2 separate regions of the Nomascus leucogenys genome follow, and region 2 is linked to region 1. The links are chromatin contacts, called in public Hi-C maps. All regions are on one chromosome and are shown on one strand. The core of a region is the stretch at or near the end of the contact, and the rest is flanking DNA. Distances in the headings are between cores, read along the strand shown.

Evidence for each region. A called contact is a pair of places that touch in the nucleus more often than the background predicts.
Region 2: a Hi-C map of a lymphoblastoid cell line shows a contact between it and region 1, with 6 times the contacts expected there. The contact joins the enhancer-like site here to the promoter of CCND2 in region 1. A contact is called at or near these places in 3 of 4 Hi-C or Micro-C datasets (a lymphoblastoid cell line and an unstated tissue).

Annotation. Positions count from the first base shown.
Region 1 is chr23:28,402,949-28,405,646 of Asia_NLE_v1, forward strand. It overlaps CCND2 (G1/S-specific cyclin-D2), which reads right to left and starts at 1,379. Exons shown (of 5, transcript XM_030804440.1): 1 at 885-1,379. The coding sequence starts at 1,079. The region is part of intron 1 of LOC115832878 (a long non-coding RNA gene); the gene reads left to right.
Region 2 is chr23:28,549,464-28,552,161 of Asia_NLE_v1, forward strand. It overlaps the pseudogene LOC105738858. Among named protein-coding and RNA genes, the nearest start is that of CCND2, 150 kb to the left of the region's middle. Within about 2 kb of position 1,343, the one cell type or tissue checked has an H3K27ac peak away from gene starts, as active enhancers do. A contact at or near this core is called in a lymphoblastoid cell line, where this site is marked.

The DNA.
Region 1 (2,698 bases), core at 129-2,628:
CTCCTTTAGGGGTGACCCGCTATCCCCCCTACACACACCCCCTCCCCCCCTTCTTACCCCACCCAAATCTCCGCACCGAGGAAGCTGGAAAACCAAACTGTAAGTAATCTTCGTGAGGTGGGGGGTGGGGGAGAGGGCACGATTAAAAGTGGGGTGGCCGGGCTAATGGGGTGCAAGGGTAAAGCGGGCGACGTTTCCCAGCCTTTCCAAAGGGAGTTTGCAAAGCAACATGGCGAAACCACGGCAGGTCCAGAGCTGTGCATACGTGGGCACACGGCTCGCTGGGCAAAGACTTGGAGTGAGGGGCAAGAAGTGGTTCTTTTGGGTTCCCCTGAAACACACGTTTCTTCAATGGGACTTCCGGGGCTCCTGAATTCCCTGTTTCTCTCCTTCTCCCTCCTCCCTCCACCTCCCCCCTGAAGTGCCAGCGCGGAGTCGCGACCACATGCGGGGACCTGAGGCCAAGACGAATTTGCTCTGGCCTTTTGCGGGGGCTGCCTTTCTGCTCGGGGTCCCTATTTCAGGCCCCGGCTCCCTTCCTGGCCGCAGCGCAAGCAGCCGCGGCGGCTTCGCAAAAGACAGGTCGCGAGGCGGGTGGGAAGAAGAGGCAGCCACATGCAGGCACACGCGCGCGGGATGCTCCCCCACCCCCGCCCGGGACAGCCTCGCTTCTCCCAGATTTTCCTCCCCCCTCTCCCCCCCCAGTTTATCTGGAGAGGAACAGAAATGAAGCCACGCGTCTCGCCCAAAGGCGCGCGGTAACCTCCCGCACAGGAGCTGGGAGCCGGCGCGGGGACTGCCCTCTCCCAGGTTTAGGGCTCCAGCCGGGGACCCGAGAATCCGGAGGGGTCCTGGCTCCTAGCGAGCGCCGCCCCCCGACCTACCTCCAGCATCCAGGTGGCCACCATTCTGCGCATGTAGGGTTGGATGTCTTTCTGCACGCACTTGAAGTAAGAGCACTGCGGAAGGTAGCGCTCCTCGATGGTGAGCAGGTTCTGCAGGACGCGGTCGTCTTGGAGCAGGTTGCGGTCCCGCACGGCCCTGCGGACCGGGTCCACCTCGCAGCACAGCAGCTCCATGGCGAGCCCGGCGACCCCTCTTCTCTCCTGCTCTCTCCGGTCTGGAAAAGTGTTTTTCTGGTTTTGTTTTTTGGAAGGGGAGGGGAAAGTGTTCCCCTTACCTCCTTCCTTTGGCTAAATAGGGGGTTTTCGGGGGAGAGGTGAGGGCAGAGAGAGAAGGTGGAGCAGAAGAGAGGCGAGGACTGGGTGGTGGGCGAGCAGAGCCTCGGGGCTGCCTCACTCGCACCGGTCCTCCCCTTCAAACTGGTCTCGCTCTCCCCTGCTCGCTCTTCTCCGCTCTGAGGCGGTGACGCAAGCTGGCTGGGCAGTTAGCTCTCCTCCCTCTCCCCGCGCTCCCCGCTCTGGTTCCTCCTCCCCTTCCCTCCCCTCCCGGTCCTCCCCTCCTCCTTTCAATCTCTCCCTCCCTCCCTCCTTTTCCCCTCTCGTTATTAAGGAGAACAGCAGCTGGCCCGACCTAACTTCAAACGCGGTCCCCCGCCACCCCCCACCCCTCTCCCTCCATCCAGCCCTGCATGCCAGGGGCCCCGGACAGGGCAACCCACAAAAAACTACCGATTCCTATTTCTGCCCTCTAATTTCACTCATTCTGTAGGTGTAGCAAGCCAAAATACGACCCTTCAACTTTGGCTTCTTCAAAACGGATCCTAATTCTCCTGCCCTTGTATTTAAGATCCAGGAATGTAGGGTAGATTATTTGAAGATGGGGTGACCTCAGACAATTTAGAAATAGATCGCTTAAGTGAAAAATAAGGGAGGGGGTGATTTTAGAAAATAGCAACCTCGCATACCCGGAGATAAAGGTCATGTCCCTGAAGTTTGTGATCCTGATAACTTCGAAGCTGTTTCAAAAGCCCCGATTAAAGGGACCAGAACAACGTCCCTTCTGCCCCCCTGCAGAGTGTGTGCAGAGGAAGAAGAGGGAGGGAGGGGTGGGTGTTAGGAAGGAAGGGGGATGCTTCTCTGGAGGGACAAAATGTGATCCTCGAGCAGAAACCATCGTGTTTCTGGGGGCTCTTCGGGCGCCGTGGGGCGACGCGGTGCAGCGTCTAGGGCCGCCGCAGGCCGGGGGCAGGGCTCCCAGCGGTTCCTCCGCGGCCAGCGGCCACGCAGGAAAAACCCGCTTCCTCGCCCCTGCATCTGTTGACAAGCCGCCCGAGGTGTCTGCGCTGAGCGTGGCCACACCGATACAGCTTTCTAGGAAATGGCCCGGGAGGGGGAGGGGGCGAGTGAGGGATTAGGTCTGGCTCCCCATCGCTCCCCCTGCACAAACACCACCACCCCTTCCTTTCCCCGGAGGCATGAGGCCTCCACCCTCGGTCCTTCGCCCGCATCCTCGCCGACCCCTCCGGTTTCGCGCCTCACTCGCCAGGCTTTCTCCCTGGGAGCCGACTGCGGTGAAGTCGCCGCCAGCACGGTCGGCCCTGACACGTGCTCTAACGCATCCTTGAGTCAAGGCTGTCTTTACAGGAGATATGATCTGGTGGCGTTTCTTCACCTCCTTCCTCCTGTCACCCCCCACCCCCACCCCGCCCTTTGGTGTATTTCACTCCAGGAGGAAGGGGAGAGACCAGCGCCCTGATGTGCTGGCCAGGCTGGCACGTGCAGCGGGCATGGCGTGG
Region 2 (2,698 bases), core at 93-2,592, 150 kb after region 1:
CTATATGCCCTTCTACCTGCCGCACCCACGGAGGAGGCTCAGCTGGAAGGACAGGTGCACTCCTTCCAGATTACTCTGAAATCATTGTGGGTGCCCAGTAAGCACTTCTTTGTCAGAGTCTGAGAGTAACAACTGAAAGTACTGAGGGCTCAAAATCACCTGCTCCAGTTAATCATTTCGAGGGCTTTGGTGTCGTATCCTTCCCTGAGTTACGTCTTCTTTCTCAGGCACACGTCCGTGAGGCCCCTGTGAATCTGGGTAGGTCAAACTGCACTGGGTGCGTACTTTTTGTTGGTCAGCATCTCGGTTTCTATTTCTAAAGGCAAAGGAAGTGCCTCGATTCCTCCCAAGACTTGTAAAGCCCAGCAGGGTTGGTGGCTTCTTTGCTGTGTTGCTGAAAATGGAACAGGCTGCCCTGGAGGTGGTGAGCCCCCTGCCCTGGAGGTGTTCAGCAAGATCACCTGTGACCTTGTGTGCATCCCCTTCATCGCTGCAACAACCCATGAGGAGCCCATATCATGATCACCTCCATCTCACAGATAACAGGGGCGGGTACCTGCCACACAGCAGGCTTCTAGTAACTTGGGAATCACACCACTAGCCATAGGCACAGCCTGCCAGAGGCACCATGTGGTCCACTGAGGTGGGAGCTAACTGGATAACAGTGAATTTTTTCCCTGTGGCTCAGCCTTGACGGCTCCCCCACCCCGCCTTTGACCGGGATGATCTCCCACCCAGAGATGACTTCACCTCCCTAAGCCAGACAGGACTGGATGGGAGAACAGCTGGAGAGGTGCATGCAGCACAACCTGGAAAGTGTGTGTGTGTGTGAGTGTGTGTGTGTGTGTGTGTGAGAGAGAGAAACAGAGAGAGAGAGGGTGAAAGAGAGAGAATTGCTTTTGTATGAATCTGTCTCTTTCTTTTTCTTTCTTTTTTTCAGCAAACCACAGACTGGCTACACATTCTTGGGCAGTTTCCTGAAGATGAACTTAAGATTTTGAGAGAGAGAAAAAAAAAGAAAAGAGTAGGGGTGGAGGAAGAAGTGAGGCAGAAAGTAATCAAGCTCACGTGCATGCGCGTGCGCACACACACACTCTTCACACACAACTCCTGGCAATAAGGAAGTGAGACTAGATCTTTTTCATGAATGGGCTTAACTCAGCCTTGCTGAACTTCCGCTCTCCCATTCACCAGCATTCAAATTTCACCTTCTGACCATCCCAGGCAGCTGGCTGCTGGCCCAGGAACTAAGAGCACTTTGAGATCATCCCTCTGACCACAGGCAACTTTGTGCTTGCAAGGACTTTTCTTTCCTGAACTGGTAAATTCAAAATGACCGGGGTGTTTACAGGGTACCAGGTTTGAGGGCCACTGACCCTTGGATCCCCAACCCTACCTACTGTCCTGTTCCCCCAGGACCACAGCTTACACTCTGGAAAAGCTAAGAAATGACAGCAGGCAATGCACACAGAGGAAACATTTCTGCACAGCAACTGCACAGGAGCACAGCCCAGGTGAACTCTCTGGGGAACGTTCATGCCTGCCTTAAATTAGGCTAGGGGAAATGACAGTCACCATTTTGGAAAGGACACTTTATGGCTTTTCCCATGGGAGCTAGGGAGCAATTAACTGGGGCGTGTGACCTACAAGTGTGCCATTCTTTCATATTGGGTGGGAGCCAGGCGAAGCACAGGCAGCAGTGGAAGTTTCTGTTCCCTTGAAAATCAGCCTTGAGATGCCTGGCGGGGTGTGTCCAGGCAGTGGAAGGACCGGCGAACGGTCTCGAGCAAAAGTCATTTCATGTTGCTGTGCTCCAGCTTCCTCATTTGTCAAGAGGTGGCAATAAGACCTCCCTGGGACAACCGCTGGGGTGACCCAGTGAGCTAAGGCCAAAGACCTGACTCCTCAGTGTGAATGCCCCGGGCTCATCGGCAACCCAGTTAGGGAAACCCCCTACCACCTAGAACTGACAAAGCAGCTGCCACTATTCCGAAAGAATAAGGATAGCTTTATCTCTGAACTTCCAGAAATGGTGGCTGCGACAGACTAGTGGCCCAGAAGCGAGGAAAGCGATGAGAGGCAGGCAGGGCTGGCCTGCACCAAGACCAAAGGAGGAGCAGGAGAGAAGTCAGGGTAGAGACACCACGGAGGCTCAGCTTTTCTTTTCCTGATTTCTTCCCCCCTCTCCTGTAACTCCTTCTAATGGAAGCTCAAGGAGGCAACGGAGAAAGGGACGTCCTTTTCCTGACTGCACTTTGTATCCTTAGAATCCTCACGCAGGCTCCCTGGTCCCCACACTTGGGTTATAGGGGGCTCCCAAGCCCCATGTCTTACAATGTTTGGGCCCAGAGGCAGGAGCATAGACGAGATGACCTTCAGAGTGCCCTCCCCGCTTGGAGCAAGGAGTCTTTCTCCAAGGCTGAATCTAGGGCAGCATGCTAGAGAACTGCATTCCACTCCTTGCAGCTGCTGAGCTACTGGGTCCAGCTCTGGGCACTGGGAATGGACTCGGAAATACCAGTGGGCTTTGTTTGGGCCGATTACTCACAGTACAGGAATGATATCCATTCCACCGGACTTTCTAGGAACCTGCCTGCAGCTGGAACGGTCCCTGTCCCTAGGTTCCCTCTAGCACAGAGAGGCTGCTAGCAGAGGCCTGGCCGGGGAGGAAATGTGCAGCTTACAGAGGATGCCAGTG